Linked DNA regions of Pelodiscus sinensis: region 1 is linked to region 2. Evidence: chromatin contacts called from public Hi-C data. All regions are on one chromosome and are shown on one strand. Each heading gives the region's core, a stretch centred on a gene start, on an enhancer-like site or on the middle of the called end of the contact. The rest is flanking DNA. Distances are from core to core; before and after follow the strand shown.

Region 1 (4,572 bases), core at 1,172-3,671, 140 kb before region 2:
TTTTTCTATACACAAAGAAAGCAATGTTTGTCCTGATAATTTAACTTTAAAAAAATATTTTTGTAAGAGAACCAACAGTTAACTAGTCTCTTTAAGTTCTGTCTCCAACCCGCACTCCAGCAATTAGCATTTATTTTCAATAATTTCCTGTGCCTTTGTACAATTCCCTATTACAAAAGTTATACATATAGTTCCCAAAAGTCATACAATAACAGTGCTTAAAATCTCTTCAAGCATCTTCCTCTCCTTGTGTCTTTCAGAAAAGATGCCTGGTCTGCTACTGCTCTAGGAAGTGTGTTTATGCCAGCCTCTGGAATTAGGAAGTGCTACTCCTCTTTAAAATGCTTGCAACAAGGAAAACTTTTAGGTGAAGGTTCAAGACAAACTGCCTGAAGAAAAACTCAGCAGTCATGCCTGGACTATCCATTTTCATGTGAAATGCAATTCTGTATGGTGGGAGGGGGGGGATGCAATGTCATTAGTGCACAAGATATATACAAATAATTTTTCTTAATGGAGGTCCTCTAACCCCCCTCAACAGCTTTATCCTGAGCTTTCACAGGCTGCAACAAACAGACTGAATGGTCCTGGTCAGAAGAACTGAAGCCAACTACTATACACTTCCTTCTCCCCCTCAGCTGCACTTAGCAGCTTAGCCCATAACGCAAGGGGCTCTTCCTCCTCCTTCTGAGTAAACACCTCCTGTCTGTGCTTCACCAATCTCAATAATGCAAGAACAGCAAACTTAAAGGGACACCATCAACTTGAAAGTCAAATTTCTGTCTCAGCATGCTGTACCTACTACAATTGCAAGTAATATCTAACAATACCATTACTGAAGGAGGCTACCCAAATCACTTTATTTCTCCATATTTTTCCAGTTTATTTATTTTGTGCATTTGGTTATGCTATAAATAGTTAGTTTCACTGTTTCCCCTGTACACTTAGTTTCTTCCTCTCTGAAAAGATATTTGTAAACATAAACAAGTGAACAGAAGCATAGCTGTACCATTTATTTTAAAGAATGTTTTTTTAAAAGATCAAGATATGATATTTAAAGGCGCATCTCAAAAAATTTAATATTAGTCAATTTAAGTTCTTGGTGCCCTTTAACATGTATTTTGGGAACACAGGGAAAGAGATGCCTCATTGCATAGAACAAGAGATCCTTCCTTCTCCATCTAAATTGTCACTAGCTGCACTGATGGCACCATCCCACCAGGTATCCAGAACTATGCAAAAGCCCCCACCAAAACCTTTTAAACATGTCCCTTTCTTCCTCAAACCAACAGGCCCTCCTACTATCTCTATTCCTTCAACACAACCTCCTTTTCCTCCTTCTCCTGAAACCGCAACATCTCCATTAATCCTTTTTCCCCACCCAAAACAATCCCAGTTTCACTTCTAAAGAACAATGAGCGCGCGCACACACACACATACACACACACACGCTCTTCCTCTCCACACACTGACTCTCTGTCCTGCTCTTATGCTAGGGAGGGATGTGGCTGGGAGACGGGATCAGGGCTCTGACTAGAAAGGACGGGGGAGACATTAGGTCCTGATAAAAAGTTGAGAGCTGCGAGTTACAGGCAGCACAGGGCTCTTCGGTTTCTACCTCTCCTGCCCCCGCGGGAGCCCCACAGCGGCTCAGCCCCCGGCAGCACAGGCTAGGCTCTTTGTTACCAAAGTTAGTCCAACTCTTCGCACCGGCACAGACCCCCTCGGGGCACGGGAGGGGGGGACCTGCCCCGGCCTGCCCCTCCCTGCCCTTCACCCTGCCCCTCCAAAGCCAGGGGCTCAGCCTTCGTCCGCGCTGCACCCCCGCCCCACAATGCGCGGGGCTCAGCCAGCACCTGCCTTTCACCCCGCCACGGGCGAGGGGGTTCAGGAGCTTCCTGTCCCACCGCCCCGCCAAGCGCGGGCAACTCGGACACTCCTGTCTCCGCCACCCGCGGCTCACATACGCCCCGGCCCCGCTGCCCCCGAGGGGGTGGTGCACCCAACTGCTAACCCTCGGGTCCCGCGCACCCCAACCCTGGCGCCCCACTCCGGCTCCCGCCGGCTCCGACAGCGCGCGCGGCCCCTCTCCGGCGAGCAGGAAAGTTACTTTGGGCAGGGTCTGTGCGGGTGTGTGCGCCCCCCGCCCAGTCCGGCTGTGCGGTCCGGCGGGCTGTACTCACTTCTCCCTGGCCTGGCTGTCGGACGGGACGCTGCTGTTGCTCTTGCCTTTGCCGTACATGCCTGCAGAGAGCTCCGACTGTCACGCACCTGTCAACCCATCACAGCCTCCCCGGGAACAGCCCCGTCACCATGGAGACGCTGCCACACACACACCCCATTGGCCCGCTGCACGTTCCGGCACGCCTTCCACACAGTGACTGACAGGCAGACACCAGGACAGGCTGCTCTCTCCTCCTCCCCGCTTCCCCCACCCCTCGGCTCCTCCTCCCCCTCCCCTCTCGCGCTCTCCCTTCCCCGGCGCAAGGGGGAATTTGAAACGGTTCTAGAAGGATTTTAAACAACTGGCTGTTCTGTGCGCTCGGCACCCCCCCGCCGCCGCTGCCGGAGAGGGAGAACGCTGGGGAGAGAGGGAAAGTGCGGACTGGACTCCGCAGCCAGCGGCACCCGGCAGCTTCGGGCCCCTTCTCGCCCAGCCCGCGGCACGGGCCGCTTCAGGCCGCTCTGCCCCCGGCATGTGATCAGCCGGCGGCAGCCCGGGCTGCCCCGTCCCTTCGTCCACCCACAGACCGCGCCGCACCCCGGCCCTGATGCTCAGCGGGGGAGTGAGGCCCCGAGCCAGACTCAACCTCCCCCACATCCAGCCCCAGCAGAGCCAGTCTCAGACCCCCCCCCGCACACAGCGCGCCCCCAGCTAGCCTCGCCCCCCCCCCGCTGCTCGGCTCCCCCCACAGCCTGTCTCAGCGCCCCCCCCACTGCTCAGCCCCCCAGCTAGCCTCGCCCCCCATGCTGCTCAGCTCCCCCCAGATGAGCCCTCACTGCTCAGCCCCACTACAGCCAGTCTCAGCCCCCACAATGCTTAGCTCCCACACACGCAGTGCAGCCTCCCCCCCCAGGCTAGCCTCACTCCTCCCACTACCCAGCTCCCCCAGATCAGCCCCCCCACTTCTCAGGCTCCACTACAGCCAGTCTCAGCCCCCCCATTGCTCAGTCCCCCCCCCCCACAGCATAGCCCCGCCAGCTAGCTTCAGCCCCTCTGATGCTCAGCTCCCCCAGATCAGATCCCTACTGATCAGCCCTCACCACAGCCAGTCTCAGTCCCCTCCATTGTTCAGCCCCCTACACATAGTGCAGCCCCCCAGGCTAGCCTCAGTCCTGCTCCCCTGCTGCTCAGCTCCCCCAGATCAGCCCCCACTGCTCAGCCCCCACCACAGCCAGTCTCAGCCCTTCTACTGCTCAGCTCCACACACACACAGTGCAGACCCTCTGCTGCTCAGCTCCCCCAGATGAGGCCCCCTGTTGCTCAGCCCCCCTCACTGTACAGCCACCCCCCCCACACACACACACACACCTTTCCTGCCAGCCCCCAGCACAGGCTGGCTCAGCCTCCCTTCCTCCCACACTTCTCAGTGACTAGCACAACCAGCCTCACACACCCCCTTACTTCCCCCCACCCACTGCTCTGCCACCAGCATGACCAGCCTCAGACCCCTACCTCTTCCAAAACTTTTTTTTAAGCACTTTACTATTACAACTCTGGATAGTCTTCTTCTGGGATCTGGTTCATGATTTTTCATATTTGGCGTTGGCAATACTATATGGCAATACTGTATTACCTAATGGAGGGTGTTTGATAGATATGAACAACAGTCTAGCCCTGGTCTGCCTGTGGAGAGCAGCAGCAACTGTAACCCCCCTCTTCCAATTATACAAAGAAAAGAGTCTCAACACACAATTTCTTGTGAACCAAAACTGAAGGATTTAGAACAGTTTTGGTAATCCCCCATATAAATAATATTAAGAGATATTATGTACTTTTTAAAGTATAGCAGTGACATCATTTTAAAAGGAAAATGTGATTATTATTATTATTATTGTCTTATGGTAGACCCAGAATTTTCAGTCAGAATCGGGGCCCCATTGTGATTAATAACACAAGCAGTCATACCGGGTTTCACTGTGGTTGTTGCCAGATGCTTTACAGGAATTGAACAGAACAGGGCAATTTATCAAATGATCCATCCCCTTTCATTCAGTCCAGCCACTAACAGCCAGAGGTTTAGGAGCACCCAGAATGTGGGGTAGGTTGTGTTTTTGACCTTCATGGTTAATAGCCATTGATAGATTTATCCTCCATGAACTTAATTCTTTTTTTAACCCAGTTATATTTTTGTTCTTCACAACACCCCTGGCAACCATGGCTAGAAGTTGGGGTGCTAATGCACCCCTTGGCTTGGTTTCTATGATATGCAGGATTTACTGTTTGAGTCAGTGACTCTCAGCACCTCCACTGTACCAATTCTTCCAAAACTCCTGCTGGCAACAAGTTCCACAGATAGACTGTGTGTTATGAGAAGAAGTACTTCCTGCTGTTCAATTTAATCCTGCTGC
Region 2 (4,779 bases), core at 188-2,687:
TGGGAACTGACAGAGGATTCAGTTTCAAGGGCTGCAGGGCACTTTTAAAAAAAATAACTCCTCACACAGAAAAAATAATTACCACGGCTCACATCTTCTGTGCTTTGCTCACATGGGACAAGGCAGGAGTCACAGGTCTGAGCTCTCTGAAGCTGCTGGTGGCAGATGTGACTCTATTGAGCCTCCATTCTGAAGCGCGGCATCGGGGCTTAGGCCGAGGGAAGGCAGAGCCTGTGGGGCCACGTTTCTTCATGAAGCGCAACTTCCGCCCGCCCCAGCACCAAGCTCACCTCAGGACTGCCACCAACAGAGAAGTGCGTTCCGTGCCCGCCCTCCACCTCCCATGTGAGCCGCGCGCAAGAGTGTTCACTGATTGCACTGCACGCTGGGTGGGGCCGGAAAGGAGTTTGGTTGGGCCTCGGGCCAGGCAATCCCGCAGTTCGGCATGTCCCGTGCCAAGGAGAAGGTGGGCCTAGGGCTGCCCAACTGGCGTGCAAAGGCTGGAGCTGTTGCTCCCTCCTGCTAATGCCTACGCTCTCTCTCCCCGCCCAGTGGGTAATCGTTTTGAAGGGGACAGGGCTTTTCCATTCACACGGCCCCGGGGTCCATTCTCACGAACGCCTCCTGCCACCAATAGGGGTTTGTACCCCGCCCAAACCTGCCCACGCAGAAAAGCTGTCAGGTGACGATTGCGCTCGATGACTTGCGGCTCATAAAGGCTGTGAGTGCACCTGGCTTCCATGCAGTCCCTCCCTGCCCTTGGCTAGGTAACGTGCTGGGCCATCACCCTGTGGAGCGGGGAGAGGTGGAGCTTGCTGCGTGTCCCACCTGAGACTAGCAGGAGGAGGGGAGGCGAGGCGCGATATGTGGCTGTGTAGAGCAGTGCGCTGCTCCCTCCCTTCCCCAACCGCGAGGACACTGACACCCGTTTCTCCGTGTGTGTGTTTCCCCTGCGGCGTGCCTGCTTTTCTACCATGTGTAATTTGCCTCTGGTGGGCGAAGGGCTCATCTCCCTTTCCTTTTCCTTTGTATTCTTCCTAGCCAGATGTCTAGCTCCTAGAGTTGCCAGGTGTCCAGTTTTGAACCAGACAGTCCAGTATTTGAGCTTCCTGTTCAGGAAACAAATTGAGAAAATAGAAATGCCCGGTATTTTCTCAATAAGAAGTAATGTAGATTGTGATGTAATGTCAAGTGTGTCCGGTGTTTTTGTTGAGACCATCCGGCAACCCTACAGTGGCGCCTTCCCTTTCTTCTTCCGCTCTAGGGATTCCCTAACAGCTTTAAATGTCCTGTCCCGGTGTCCCTATGAAGCAGGGAAATGTCCCGGGCAGCCCATTCGGATCGGACTATTACTGGCACCGCCATTTCCCTCCCTTGCTCAGACACGCAGCGCCAGGCTGGGCAGCAACACCCCGCCTCTGCCCAGTGCATCACCGCTCCCTTGGGGCTTTGCACGGGCAGGCCGAGCGGCTTCCGCTGGCGCGCAGGTTCCAGGGCTCCCGTGCAGCGTGCGCCGCCCTCCGGCAAGCCCCCGCCACCACGTGGACCCTTCCCTCCCGCTGCGGGACGGCCTCAGCCGTGCGTGGCCACGCCGCCGCCTCCCTCCGCCCGCTTCTTCTTTGCACGGCGGCCGCCATCGCTGCCGGAGGGGGAGGGGTGCTGGCCGGAGGATAAACCCGGCGAGCTGCTCCTTGGAACTGCCCCGGCAGCAGGGGCCGCGCAGAGCCCGCTTGGAGCGCTGCAGAGCGGGGTACGTTCGGGCTCTGCCGGTGTGAGATGTTCACCGCCCTTCCCCCCGCCGCTTCCCACCCTGCTGGGGGAGTGGCAATGCACAGACCCGCCCGCGCTCCGCAAGCCGGGTCTGGCAGGGTGGGGGCTTTCTTCACACCCCCTTCAACCGCCCCCCCCCGCCCTCCTCATAATGGGAAGCCAAAGCAGGTGCTCCAGCCTTGTGGTTGTGTGGGCTGCTTGCAGCAGGGCTGAGCTTCCTCTCCCTCCTCCTCCCCCCCACCCTGCTGAGCGAATGGCAGCACGCTGTCCGGAAGCTTTCCCCACTGACAGGTGGTATGAAGCCAGGTAAGCGTCCCCCCCCTCTTGCCCAGACTCCCACACCTCACTCGTGCTCACTCACTGCCCTCCCACCCCCTCCAAGACTCCCTACCCCCAGCTGATGCTGACACCCTCTGTTGTTCCTGCATCCTCCCGCCTGGCCAAACACCTATCCCCACCCTGCCCCTTTGTCCACAATTGATCCTGCACCCTTCTTCCTGGCCACACACTGCACCCTCCCTTGTTCCTGCCCCCTTTGCCTGGCCAGACACCCTACCCAGACCTCACAACCTCTCCCACTCCTGTACCACACCATCCTCCCAGATCCTGCACCCCATCTCTGTCACACTTGGCAGCCCTGTCCTACATGCTGAACCCTAATTTTTGTCCCTACCCCAGAGTGTAAAGGGGCCTATAAAAGCCACTAAGTCTGGAACCCCAGAAAAGTGGATCTGGCCTATGGGAAGCCCAGAACCTCAGTCCTCCATGTCCCTTCCACTCATCCATGGGGCTGGAGCACCAGAGGGGTGAGTTGTTGAGCGAGGGGGCCACTTCAGTGCACGTTGGAGGATTTAGGAGGTGTTTTTTTGCTTTTCGCTTTTGTGACCCCCCAGCTGATTTTTCTGTGTGTCAGTGGCACCTGACTCAAAAAAGATTGCCTACCCCTACCATAAGTAAGAAGATATTGAACATAAATTAATATTTTACTTTATTTAAAACGAAGTTTGATAAACAAACATGAGAAAGTTAAACCGCCTAATCTGTTTAATAATTTAAATTAAACCGTTCTCCCTAGCTGCAGCGCTAGCAAAATGACTCAAGCATAATTGTGTAATTAGCGGTGAGTTTCCATTACCAATTGATGGTTTGCAGAAAGGTTTACACTGAGTCAAGGGCCCAAAAGTTTGAGAACCACTGAAATAGAGGTAACTCCTGTCTCCCCTTTGCCCCTCACCCTCAAGAGACTGCTGCAGACTCCTTGCTGCTCCACAAGAACCCACAGAGAGATCAGGTCTGTTAGCACAGTGAAATCACCATCACTCCTGTGTGGGTGATGGACAGACACTTTGTGAGTCTTACTCATCCAAGCAGTTGATGATTTAAACAACCTCTTAAGATGTCTTGTGAAAACACTTGGACTATGTCTACTCTTGTGGCTTCTTGTGCGAGAAATAAGCAAATGAGGCTAAGTGAATATCTCAGAGCCTCATTTGTATATGTAATGAGCTGCCATTTTTGCAGAAGAGGCTCTTGCGCCAGAAGGAGCTGTCTACACTGCCCCTTCTGGCGCAAGAAAAACCCTCTTGCGCAATGCCGTTATTCCTGAAAATAATCAGCATAGCGGCATTGGGCAGTGTAGACAACTCCTTCTGGCACAAGAGCCTCTTCTGCAAAAATGGCAGCTCATTAGGTATGCAAATGAGGCTCGGGGATATTCCATGCTTAGCTTCATTTGCATATTTCTTGCGCAAGAAGCTGTGAGTGTAGACATAGCCTTGGTGCATCCACAGAGAGGCAGGATGTATCCTGTCTCTACAGAGCGTGTTGTTATGATTTGTGTGTCTGAGTAAACAAGCCCTTTCTGAGCTCTGAAGAGGTGAGATGTTTTGACTTCCAGTTTCAGGGGATTTATTCTCTTTGGGCTGCACGTTATCTAGACCTGAAATGAGTTAATTGTGACAACACATTTCTGAGTTATTCTGATACCCAAAGTGAAACCTGTGCTAAAGACCCCACATCCAATGAAAGAAAGCACTGCTGTCAAAAGAAGTAAATTCAAAGTCTCTCCAATCTCCTTCAAAGGTCACCTGTACCAAGCAGTGGGGCTTTTACTGATTGGTCCCTTATATTTTTGAAGGGTGATTAAATGTTAATTGGATCTTTTCAGGTAATATCAACAGATTGCTTTGGGCCCAATCCTAGCTTAAAGTTTAAATTAGATCAGGCCTTTTGTAAGCAGGTTGGGAAGTGGTTTCATTTGGCAACTAATATTAGGTATTATTTACATAATACAGGCATTGCCATCATAGTATTGACATGTACATTTCACAGTAGCTTTACATATAAAATAGTCCAGCGCCATTGACCTCCATGGGAAATGTACCTTTCAAGCCCTGATAGTGAGTGTTAGTTCTCCACCTTGTAATTGTCATGGTTAGTTCAGAATTGTCATTCTGGCTTGTGGAAATGCAGACACTTGATAGTTTTGCAGTAACGTCAAAAAATGAAGTTGCAGTACATCACATTAGGGATGTAAATTCCCATTAATCAGTTAACCGGTTAATATTGGGTCACACTGGGGCTGCCGCTGGCTCCCAGCTCCCTCCGGAGCAGTCCCTGTCTACAGCAAGCTGGACTCCCCATGGAGAGAGGCTGCTCTGGACACTGGTGCAGTCCCTGCCAGCAGGGACCTCAGGTTCCCCACAGACAGGGTCTGATCCAGACAAGAGCAACCTCTGTCTGCAGCAGGCCCTCTGGGGGGGATGGACCAGCCCCCTGCGAGCAGCAGATGGGAAGCTGTTCCAGCCCCCTCTGATTTCCTGTTAACAGATGAGGCTTACCAGTTCCAATTAAGAGAACTAAGGAAGTTGTCCCATGAAGTTGTGGGATAGTTCTGGATGATTCCCAGGCTCTGAGTCAAATGGGGTTGCATCTACACTGCAAAATAATAGGTCTCGGATCCTGGATCTCATCTTGAATTGAGGTTGGACCCCTAGTGCTGCAGTGTCC

What was found. Hi-C and Micro-C count contacts between places; a contact is called where the count stands out from the background.
Region 1: a contact with region 2 is called in a Hi-C map of blood, with 3 times the contacts expected there. The contact joins the promoter of SSBP2 here to the promoter of ATG10 in region 2. A contact is called at or near these places in 2 of 5 Hi-C or Micro-C datasets (blood and an unstated tissue).

What each region holds. Positions count from the first base shown.
Region 1 is chr6:80,270,054-80,274,625 of ASM4963464v1, reverse strand. It overlaps SSBP2 (single stranded DNA binding protein 2), which reads right to left and starts at 2,421. Exons shown (of 17, transcript XM_075932203.1): 1 at 2,184-2,421.
Region 2 is chr6:80,133,740-80,138,518 of ASM4963464v1, reverse strand. It overlaps ATG10 (autophagy related 10), which reads left to right and starts at 1,437. Exons shown (of 8, transcript XM_075932200.1): 1 at 1,437-1,750.